4 separate regions of the Sus scrofa genome follow, and regions 2, 3 and 4 are each linked to region 1. A link is a contact called in public Hi-C and HiChIP or PLAC-seq data. All regions are on one chromosome and are shown on one strand. The core of a region is the stretch at or near the end of the contact, and the rest is flanking DNA. Distances in the headings are between cores, read along the strand shown. Region 1 holds the start of UBE2B (ubiquitin conjugating enzyme E2 B). Region 2 holds the start of TXNDC15 (thioredoxin domain containing 15). Region 3 holds the start of DDX46 (DEAD-box helicase 46). Region 4 holds the start of C2H5orf24 (UPF0461 protein C5orf24 homolog).

The links. A called contact is a pair of places that touch in the nucleus more often than the background predicts. HiChIP or PLAC-seq counts read pairs in DNA pulled down with a chosen protein or histone mark.
Region 2: a Hi-C map of skeletal muscle shows a contact between it and region 1, with 4 times the contacts expected there. The contact joins the promoter of TXNDC15 here to the promoter of UBE2B in region 1. A contact is called at or near these places in 2 of 5 promoter capture datasets (fetal liver and liver), 5 of 47 Hi-C or Micro-C datasets (embryonic fibroblasts, fetal heart ventricle, heart right ventricle and 2 more) and 2 of 2 datasets of contacts at active chromatin or transcription factors (alveolar macrophages and skeletal muscle).
Region 3: an H3K27ac HiChIP or PLAC-seq map of skeletal muscle shows a contact between it and region 1, with 2.3 times the contacts expected there. The contact joins the promoter of DDX46 here to the promoter of UBE2B in region 1. A contact is called at or near these places in 1 of 47 Hi-C or Micro-C datasets (heart right ventricle) and 2 of 2 datasets of contacts at active chromatin or transcription factors (alveolar macrophages and skeletal muscle).
Region 4: a contact with region 1 is called in an H3K27ac HiChIP or PLAC-seq map of alveolar macrophages. The contact joins the promoter of C2H5orf24 here to the promoter of UBE2B in region 1. A contact is called at or near these places in 2 of 47 Hi-C or Micro-C datasets (embryonic fibroblasts and epiblast stem cells) and 2 of 2 datasets of contacts at active chromatin or transcription factors (alveolar macrophages and skeletal muscle).

Annotation. Positions count from the first base shown.
Region 1 is chr2:136,651,366-136,654,065 of Sscrofa11.1, forward strand. UBE2B (ubiquitin conjugating enzyme E2 B) reads left to right here and starts at 1,450. Exons shown (of 6, transcript NM_001257356.1): 1 at 1,450-1,586. The coding sequence starts at 1,543.
Region 2 is chr2:137,059,546-137,062,245 of Sscrofa11.1, forward strand. It overlaps TXNDC15 (thioredoxin domain containing 15), which reads left to right and starts at 1,443. Exons shown (of 5, transcript NM_001243618.1): 1 at 1,443-1,590. The coding sequence starts at 1,524. LOC102164851 (a long non-coding RNA gene) reads right to left here and starts at 961. Exons shown (of 2, transcript XR_002341915.1): 1 at 826-961; 2 at 1-163.
Region 3 is chr2:136,971,213-136,973,912 of Sscrofa11.1, forward strand. DDX46 (DEAD-box helicase 46) reads left to right here and starts at 1,318. Exons shown (of 23, transcript NM_001246268.1): 1 at 1,318-1,480. The coding sequence starts at 1,464.
Region 4 is chr2:137,036,580-137,039,279 of Sscrofa11.1, forward strand. C2H5orf24 (UPF0461 protein C5orf24 homolog) reads left to right here and starts at 1,392. Exons shown (of 2, transcript XM_005655017.3): 1 at 1,392-1,715.

The sequences.
Region 1 (2,700 bases), core at 200-2,699:
ATTCCTCATTCTATCCTATAACACACTGGGCTGAAGAATTACCCAAATGCATTAAAAGAGTTCAGAGTTCATACCAAAAGCTCTGACTGAGCACTGAGGCAACAGAGGAAGAGAACTCAATGACTTGAAGTAATCTCTGAATCCCAATGGTCAACATCACTGAGTCCCATAGTGGAGGACGTTTCAGGCCACGTACTTGCTACACTAAAAAAACGTGAAATAAGTTACCCAGTCTCTAGATACAATCTCCCATCCATGTCTGCAGTATCCCCCAGATCTGATCATACTTTTAGATTTCTTTGACACCAACTACAAATGGATAAACTCTTGAGATCAAATCCCTACATTTCTTGACAAATAAAACCATACTCCATGTTAGCTAAATCCATGGACTGTGACACAAATCCTCACATGAGAGCACACCCATAAAGGAAAACAAAATTCTGTAATTCCACAGTGATTATAAACCAACATTAGACAATCTGTACACTATTTTTTTTTTTTTGACCACCCCTGCGGCACGCCAAGGTCCGGAGCCACAGCAATGAGAGTGCTGAGTCCTTAACCACTCCACCACCCGGGAAACCCTGTACACCCGTTCTTTTATCTCTGCCCAGAATTTCCAATCCTGGAAACCCACTGCAGTGTATATGCAGACTATTTTGGTGGTCCTAAGGAAGCATTTCAAGGGATTTTACTTGCTAGGAGCCTGAGCATTCAACAATGAGAAAAAAGGAGGTCCCTTCACTCTTCCCCCACATACCATATTTGATAAGCCATTGAATCAACCAGTGGGGATATCCAAATTATTTGGGGCTCTGTTTTAGAGAGTTAAGAAACACAACAAACTAGTGCTTCCGACACATCATTGATTGCTGTTAATGAGAGAAACCAGAGACATAAGTAATAAAGGTGTATATCCACCCTGAGCCCCGTCAATTTAACCACCCGGTTCAAAAACCTGGCTAAAACTCAGATCCCGGCGACGCTCTCACGTGACCCGTTCTAATCACGTCATAGGGACACGTGGTTCTAGATACTTCGTCCCCTCCCCCTCAGGGGTGGATTGTTGACAACGCCGCCGGTAGTCACGTGATCTTGCGTCATCCCACCTCCTTTCCCTGAAATCTCTGGTCCCGGATACGTCCCTCTCTCCCCACCCGGTCGAGCCTAAGCTAGTGAAAGAGGGGGATACGAGTTGGTGTTTCGGTTTCAGTATCTCCTGATCTACAATCTCCAGTCGGAGCACAGAGCACAATAACTGGTCGACTAGTTAAGGAAACCAAAATGGATAGGGTCCCTACTGAAGGGCTCCCATAAAGAGCTCTCCTACCTCCCACCCCTTTCTCCCCAACCCCTCACTTCATGGTACCGGCGGAGGGCGGAGGGATCTGGAGGCGGCGGAGGGAGACGTCATTGCAGGGTTGTTTGTGCAGCCTCGGCGGCGGCGGTGACCCACAGTGATTCGGCCGCCGCGCCGGGGGGTGGGGGGGCTGTGCGGGACTCTTTTCTTTCGGACTGACCGCGGGGCAGCTGGGGAGCATGTCGACCCCGGCCCGGAGGAGACTTATGCGAGATTTCAAGCGGTAAGGGCCTTCATCTTCACCGGATGACGGCTCCTCCCCAAGCTGCGGGGTTGCAGGGCGGGGATCCGGGACACCTTCCCCTCATGACCCTAAGAGGGCCGCTGTGGGCCCTCCGGGATTGACGGAAGCCCAGTCCTAGCCCCTGTTCGCAGTCCGTCAGCCTTGCTTGTTCACTCCTTCGACGTAAGAAATTTCGATATCCCCTCACCACTCCCCTCCCCCCGGAAGAAGTAAGAAGATGGCTTTGGCTGTCCTAGGATTCCTTGTTGTCCACTTGGGCCAGTTGCCTGATGCCTCACCCTGGCGTCCAAACCTCATCACCCACTGCTGCACTTTGTGGTGCCCCCTCACTGCCCTAAAAGCGAGCGCTTGAGAAACCTTTCCCCCGGTAGCTGCACTAGTTGGCTTTGTTGGATGAGCCTGCGGTCTCCTCCGAGGGCCAGGGTTGGGGCGACCACCTTGCCCCCCCACCCCCCCACCCCCGCCACACGCTCACGCAGACACACACACCCCCTGCCATTCTTCAGCGAGGGTGGGATCTGATGCGCGAGGGCCGGAGGTTGTTATCCCGTCCTCTGAAACCCGACTCTTCCCCGCTCGCCTGAAAAGACCTTGAGAACTGGCGTAGAGACCTGGGACTCAGGGCTGGCAACGGCGGCTGCCAGTGCCTTCTGGAACTCAGCTCTGTGGCCTGGTGTATAAAGCCCTATCTATAGCCTCAAAGTCTGGAAAAATGCCTTCCTTGAGTCTGGCGCTAACCTGATACTCCCTGGGCCTCCTTTTGTAAAACAGGGTTGTGTAAGGAGGTGTTGGCATGAGTGAGGAGGAAGTGACTTCAGTTTTGTTGCCTTTAATTCAATACCTGGAGGTAGGGGGAGAAAAAGAGAAGACTTAGCATTGCCCTCCTCTGCACATTTTTAAGTGGGTTTCTGGGAGACCCACCCCGATCGAGACAAAATATTTAGTGTAAAAACTTAGTCATTCAGGAAGTAACCTCTCAACCATTGTAAACCCTTAGGTGAGGCCCTTGGAAGCCATTGTTTGGGGCTTTGGCCAGTTTATCATTGAATGTATTTGTAATTTAGCCTTTATCTTTAGTGGACGGCTCTCAGGC
Region 2 (2,700 bases), core at 193-2,692, 410 kb after region 1:
TAACATGAGCCAGCTATCCATTTTAAAAATCACCCCAAACTTAGTGACATAAAATGATAATTTTTCAATCTCTGTTTCTGTGGATCAGGAATTTGGAAAGAGCTCAAGCTGGGCATTTCTGGCTCTGGTCTCTCAGGCAGTAGCAGTCCAGTGGTGGCTGAAGCTGGAACAGAATAGGGTTGAGATCAGCTGGTGATGAGCCTGTAGTTTCCGGCATTTCTTTGCAAGCAAGTTCGAACTTCCGCAGAGCATAGCAACCTCAGGACATCCTTCTACTTACTGTGTCGGTCAATACACGTGTGCAAGCCTCCCAGCAATAAAGGATAGGGCTGTGTAGCCTCAGAAGCCATAGAGGATCATTTCATATACGGCTACATTCTGTTGGTTATATGTCAATCACAGGCCCACTCAGATTCAGGGGGAGGGGAATTAGGTTCTATCTACTGATGGGGCAGTGGCAAAATTACTTTGCACAAGAGCATGTGGGATGGCGAATATTATTGTGGCATGGAAGTCATTGTCAAATACACTTTGCCACGGTGATCTGAATGAAGTAAATACTTTGTTGATGAGGGAGAGAGAGAAAGAGGTTCTCATGACTCATCAGATTTAAAAAATCTAGGCAAACCTTATCAAGGCGGACAAAACAGCCTTAGTACAAGTGTGTAGCTGTGCATAACAATTCCAATTATTGTCACGTTCTTGTCTGGAAAATCCCCAGGCCTATGCTGTTGGTGCACAGAATTCACTTCAGGCAAAGAAAGAGCAGGATGCCAACTTTCTCCCCCAACCTCCCCAGAAACGAAAATAAAATCAGTTTCAAACCTGAAGGCATTCCTCACTGAAAATAAGTGCATGTGCCACCTGGTGGCGAGACAGTCAAATGTGCATTCTATCCTGTTGGCTGGATTTATTGAGTTGTCCTCAGAGGCTCTATCTATAGCATTTACTGAAAGACAACAATTCTAACATGTGTAAGTGCCTCTGTCCAAACAGCCAAAATACAAAGGGAACATTACATGTTATGTGTTTATGGGAAATTCACATTTAACTGGGCATCCCGTGTTTCACCTGGGAACTTTTAAAGGGTAGCACACGTAAGGCAGGCGACGCGGCGAACTGACCCTCGATGGGGCACTCGAGGAAGAAGCCTCTGGGGCTTTCCGGCCGGGGAACGAAGCGCCAAGGCCCCCACTGCCGTGTGAAGAAAGAAGGTAATGGGCTTTCGTGGAAGCTCGCCCAGGACTTGGGGGCCCGGAAACCGAAAAGATCCGAGACGGCTGGCGATTGGCTCCTAAACGGCCCGGGGCCCCACGGCGCAGGCCAGAGGCCAGAGGCGGCCGCCCGACTCCAAGATGGCGCCCGCGGAGGAGGCTGCCAGCGGCCAGGATGGCGGCGCGGGGCCGCGCCCGCGCTCCCGGGCTCTCCTCCCCCTGCCTTCCTGCGGCGGAGAGCGCGCCTCGCGCGGCCGTGCGCCGTTTGCCCTTCGGCCTGGGTGGTGCGGCCGCCGCCCGCCCCGCACCATGCGACTCCTTGGCTGGTGGCAGGTACTCCTATGGGTGCTGGGGCCTCCGGCCCGCGGCCAGGAAGGTGAGTGCGGGCTGGGGGCGCCGGCGGCTGTGTGCGAAATGCCCGGGGAGGCGGCGGGCTCCCCCGGCAATGCTCTTTCACCTGCGCGAAGGCCTGCTCTGCGCGCTTGGCCTCTCCCAGGCGCCCACCGGAGCGCCTCTCCCCGCGTCGTCCAGACCTCTTTCCCGGTGGTCCCCGCTCCAGGTCTGGCGTGGGGGGCGGCGGGGCGAGATGCCCGGGACGTGTTTAGGCCCCTGAGCAGGTGGCTGTCAGTCGGGAATGAAGTGCTTACCAAGGCGGAACCTCATGTGCTGAGCGAGCACTTTATTATTAATGATAGTCGTCATAATGAAAGCGACATGAATGGTGGCTTTATTAGGAGCCAGGAACTGTGCGCAGTGCTTTCCACCACGATCTCATTTCGTCCTCCCACCGACCCTTACAGATGAAGATGCTGAGCCAAGAGAGACTAAGTCATCTGTCGATGTTTGCCCTTCTGGCAATGGGCAGAGACTGGCTTTGGACTGCAAAGCCCCCACTGTACTGTGCACCCTGCTGGACCGCTTTATTGAGAAGGCCGCTTTTGCTCAGGTGCCTGTGTGAAGGATAGATGAGAAAAGGACAGGAGACTCCCAGGGCAGCCCGGTGCTCCCAGACCTGCTTTCACCTTGGGGAAGGCAGCCACCTGGAGGCACGGCTTACTCTCAGCCTCCTTCACTCCACTCCTCACAGTCCCCCTGTTCAAGTCCAGACCCTTTTGGCCTTGCTTGTCATTCACAACTTCACAGGAGTAGGCAGGTCTTGACTTTCCCTGTGGTGTCCTAGAAAGAGGCCCAGCGGCCAGCTTGCTGAGTACTGAAAAGGAATGAAAGGGGAGTTCCTGTCGTGGCTCAGTGGTTAACGAATCCGACTAGGAACCATGAGGTTTTGGGTTCCATCCCTGGCCTTGCTCAGTGGGTTAAGGATCTGGCCTTGCTGTCACCTATGGTGTAGGTCGAAGATGCGGCTCGTATCCCGTGTGGCTGTGGCTCTGGCGTAGGCTGGTGGCTACAGTTCGATTGCACCCCTAGCCTGGGAACCTTCATATGCTGCAGCAGCGACCCAAGAAATAGCCAAAAAAAAAAAAAAGTA
Region 3 (2,700 bases), core at 68-2,567, 320 kb after region 1:
GTGGAGGTTCCCAGGCTAGGGGTCTAATTGGACCTGTAGCTGCCAGCCTACACTACAGCCAAAGCAACACAGCATCTGAGCCAAATCTGCAACCTACACCACAGCTCCCGGCCACGCCGGATCCTCAACCCACTGAGTGAGGCCAGGGATCAAACCCGCAACCTCATGGTTCCTAGTCAGATTCGTTCCTGCTGCACCACGAAGGGAACTCCTGGTTTCATTCTTTCAAAAATCAAATTTACTGAGGTAAAATTTATATACAGTAAAACACCAATTTGAAGTGTGCAGTTTAATAAATTTTGGCATGCATCCATGCAATGACTGCCACAGGAAAAATATGGAGATTTTCTTATCACCCTTAGATATAAGAACATGAACTACCCCAGAAGCATGTAAAGTAAATGAGAACCTCTCTCCAACACTTCTACAGCCTTTTGCTAAAACAACAACATTTTACTGCGCCTTCCACAAGGTGAGTCGGTCTCTCCCTTGGGACTGTACTTCAGAATCACCTGGAAAGATGGAAAAGTCCCAATATGCAGGAAGCACTCCAGACCAATCAAATCAGAATATTAGAGTGGAACACACGAATCCATATATACATACATACATTTTATATATATATATATATATGTATATATATATATATATATATTTTTTTTTTTTAAGTTCCCAAGTGAAGGCAATGTTGAGAACCATTATAATCTAATGTACCTGTTTTCTGCTTTTCATCCCCTTCACCAAGTTAACTCCAGGTTAACTCTAGTCTTCAAATCTCACCTCTAAACGGTCACTTCTTCAGGGAACTCTTTTTGCGAACTCCGTTCCTATCGCAGAATCTTTTTCCTGTTGTATTATACCTGCTTGTGTTTTCCTTAATGCCCGTATCTGCCACTAGATTGAAAGCTCACCAGGATCTAGAACATGCTCGACAGGTAACAATATATATAAATGAATGAATGTATAAATAAGTAACAGTGAATGAAGATGGAGATGTTTGTAGCATCACTTAGCTCATGTGAAGGGCGATGTCCCTACAGGGCCTGGGACAGCTCGCAGTGCTTATGGCGCTTCGGTGGCCCTTGCTTAAAAGACCTTGTCGAGGGCTTGCAAGGCTGAGGCACCGCCCCCCACCGCACCCACACGCCAGGTCTTTCGCGGCTGTGCAGGGAAAACGCAGACGAGCCAACCTTTTTCGGCGCGGCCAGCGCTGTGCGGCCTCCAGCCCAGCGGGGGCGCTGTGGAGCCAGAGCGGCTTCCGGGCTCCCGTTTCCTTCCTCTTGCCGCTGGCGCCAACACATCCTGTTTTCGTTGGCCGCGCTCCGGGGGCCGCTGCCACTGTGGCTGCTGCCGCTTGTTAGTGCTGCTCCTCGCCCGGCGAGTCGAGGGCAGCGCGGCCTCCTACGTTGTGCGGTACTTGTGCGCGTGGTCCCGAAGGGCGCCGCTTTCCCGCGGCCGGCGGCATGGGCCGGGAGTCTCGGTGAGGCGGCGCGGCGGGCGGGCGAGCGGCTTCCTTGGCGTGGGGGAAGAGGCGGGAGTTGCGGTGGCCTCGGGGCCCGGCCTATCCCGGTGCGGCCCCACGTGTGGCCAGCGGCTGGCCGGTGCCACCGGAGGAGCTGGGGGACCTCTGCCGACGTTGTCTCTGTAATTGGGCCGCCAGCGGGCCCGAGGTTCCCTTGCAGTGCTTTCGACCGGTTCGAGTCGCTGGAGCGGGAACACCCCTCCGGGACGTCAACCGCATCCCGCCGTTTCCGCGCTTACCCTGCTTGCCTCAGTCAGAAGCGATCCCAGTTGGATTCCTAACCGCCTCGCGTTTGCCATGTTTCTTTAGCCTCTATCGCTCTCTACGTCAGTTCTTTGTGCGCTTGTGGCATTTTTTCACGTCGAAAGCACAATGTGGTCAAACACTTAACATACCTACAGCACTTCATGACTGGGCTTTTACTGGGCTGCAATAAATGCTTGTTGCCTGGACATATATTTCGCAGATAGGTTTCAATTTAAGTACTTTTTTTTTTTTTTAATCCTTTTTAAACTCGAAACTAGGAGCTCTTACTAGAACGCATCTCTTTAGCTTGTTACCTGATTTGGGATCTTCAGGTTTTTAATCTTGAAAGTGCATATTTGCTTGATACCTAGAGGTGGTTGAAAGATCATTTATATCTAGGATAAAAATAATAGGTGAGTAAGGTAATAGTAGTTCACTGAGTGAGGTGTGATTAACATTCAGGGAAATGGACAAAGCTTTAACGGTGGAGCTGATGAAATTGAGCAAATATATACACTGTGTAACTGTCACCTGCATAAAGTGTTTCCTTAACTACAGAAAATTCTTTTGAAGGTCTTTTAAATCTCCGTGGAATCATTGGTGTTCCTCTGGCCATCTAGACCAGAAACCTGGAAGTGATATTTATTCGACTCCCTTTTTTCTCTCTTTCTGCCTGCATCCATTTAGATGATAGAACCTGTGGACATTTCTGCTCTCTTTGACTTAATTCACGCCCTAAATATTTCTTGCTCAGACTGCTACACATGTCTCAAATTGATTCTCTTCCTCTGATCTTGCTCTCCTAGTTGATTCCACACTGTGGCCAGAGCAGCGGCCTCTCAGATAAAAAAGATGATGTCATTCGCACGCTTTTCCTGTCCTTTGGCGCTTACTGCTTCAGAAATAATGTGAGACTTCAGTACAGCCTTCAA
Region 4 (2,700 bases), core at 142-2,641, 390 kb after region 1:
AATGCAGGATCTGAGCATGTCTGCAACCTACAGCACAGCTCACGGCAATGCCAGATCCTTAACCCACTGAGTGAGGCCAGGGATTGAACCCAAGTCCTCATGGATACTAGTTGGGTTCGTTAACCACTGAGCCATAACAGGAACTCCTATATATATATTTTTTTTCTTTTTATGGCCACACCTGCGGCATATGAAAGTTCCTTGGGCTAGTGGTTGAATCTGAGCTTCAGCTGCCAGCCTACACCACAGCCACACCGGTTCTGAACCACATCTGTGACATTCACTGCAGCAAGGCCATGGGTTGAACCCTCATCCTCACAGACACGATGTCAGGTTCTTAACCCTCTCAGCCACAATGGGAACTCCCTGGTATTCTTTTATATATGGATAATACTAGTACAATCAGTCCTGTGTTCTAGTATCATATAGGAGTAATTAGAATCATGCTATGAAACCCTGCCAGAATGAGCTTTCCTTTCTATGTACTGTGTTTGGTCTGCGTCCTGGCTTGTGTATTCACCCAGAAAAGTTGCTGATTTATTTCCTACTGGCAGCAGCACTGGGCCAAGTGCTGTCCTGTGGTAGAATTCAGTGCTAAGAATGACTTCCTCATACAGTCTTGATCCTCTTCATGCTGTCAAAGAAGTATCTTCCTCTCAGCAGTCTTCCTAATTCTGGATCCTCACCTTTCTGACATCTTCGAATTCACCGCAGGAAGAACTGGGGAAACTAATCCCTTCTAATGAGTGGCTTTTTTGGGGTGACCGATATGCCAGAAACCTCTCAGTAGCTACATATAGGGGGATTTTGTAGGCATACTGCTTGTCCCATCCCTTTCTGCAATGGTGGGAGGACTATGGTAATTCAGAGGTGGTCATGGTCATAAAAATTGTTTGAATTGAAAAAATTAGCCTCACAAAATGAGGTTTTTCATTATCACATGATCCTAGGACTGAGGGTCCAAACACCTCATATTTGAATATCGCCCATTTTATTTACAAGTGGAGGTTTCACACACACCCCCCATAAGTAAGTAAAGTGCAGCAGCTGAGTCCTTTTAATATACTTTGGGCAGCACTCAGCACAGTAAGGCATTATTAAATCTTTTTGCCAACAGCAATTAAAAGCAGTTTCTACAGCAGAAATGCTGGGTTCAAATCCTGACTCCATCATTTATTAGTCCTGTAATCTGAAAAACGGGGTCAGCAGTAGTTACAGCGTCACAAAACTGGAGTCAAAATTCACATCAGTAAATCATACCCTCTGTGGCCCCCAACCTGCCCCAGAACCCGAGCAGCTCGGGCCTAAGCCCCGCCTCCCGCCCGTCCCCACGCAGCGCAAGCGCAGCCAGGCTCCCTGTCCCACTCTCCCAAGCTTGCGCGCTGGCCGTCGGGCGGGAGATTGGGTCTCGCGATGCGCGTGTGCGTGTGCGTGCGCGGTCCTCGCGAGCTCGCGCACGCCGCTCCTCGCCGTACGGGGCTGTAGCGGCCTCTTCCTCCTCGGTCCCGAGAAGGACCGTGAGCAGTGGTTGAGGTCTGAGCCGGGGATCAGGGTCGGCGTCGCCGCCGCTGCCGCCCTCGCTGCCTGTCCTTCTCTCTTGGGCTCTCCGTGCAGTGCAGAGGCGCCGGGCTGGGAGGGGAGCGGTGCCAGCGTGAGGATCCCAGCCGATGGGCAGCCCCTGGACGCGCTGAGGGGCCGGGCTACTAGCGGCTGAGGTAGGTGGGCTCGCGGGGTTTTGTCAGACTGGCCGGAAGCAGAGTACGGGCCGCGGGAGCTCGTGGAGACCGCACGGAAGGGACGGAAACGGGGGGCCTTGCGGGCTGGAGAGAGAGAGATCGCCGACCTGCGCCCGAGGAGGGGCTCTGGCCTAGCCGGGAGCGAGAGGAGGGGCCCCGGCCGTGCCTGCTCTTCCCCGGGCTTGGAGCCATTATTGGGGGGAAATGCCTCCTGTGGCTGGGGGAGGGGTCACGGCTTCTTTTCTTCTCTTTGAGAGAGAGAAATCGGCAGTCACCCTCCACCACTTTAAATTAATGCCTGTGGGCTTCGAGATGGAGTCTAGATGGAGCGGTGGACTTGTACAGCTTGCACAACTCCGAGTGCATGGACAGTAGGCTATCAGTTTTGATTATCGGAGGGCGCACAGCTCCTTCTGTAGGGTGGGTGTGTATCTCCTGCAAAGTTGTCATTGTTAATACATCAGCAAACGCTGTCGGCTAACGACAGGTAATACATTTCTAGACGCCTCAAGTCAAGTAAGGATTCCAGCGCCGGGGAAACGGCGCCGTGGGGCACAATTAAGGAGTTGAAAGAAGACAAAGAAAGCCGTTATTTATGTTCTGACCTAGTATCAAAACTTTCCGGGGTGGGCCAGGAGGCGTAACGACTGGCTTTTGTTTTAGCTTTTGCTGAACAGACTTTCTGATTGAGGTCGATCACAAATGGACTTTCACTTAGAATTATAAAATCGTGTTGTGATTCTCTTTAGTCGTTACAAGCCAGAATGACCTGAGATAAACGTCTGACAATTATGTGTTGTTTGCTCTTTGGAAGAGAGCAGATCTTGGGCTTCAGGAAAGGAAGAATCTCTCGATGCCTAAAAATGAATGCTTTGTGAAGTTACTAAAAATAGTTAAAGCGTTCTCTATGTTGGCAGTAATGCCTCCACATTCACGAGATGGGAAAGGAATTATTTCATAGAGA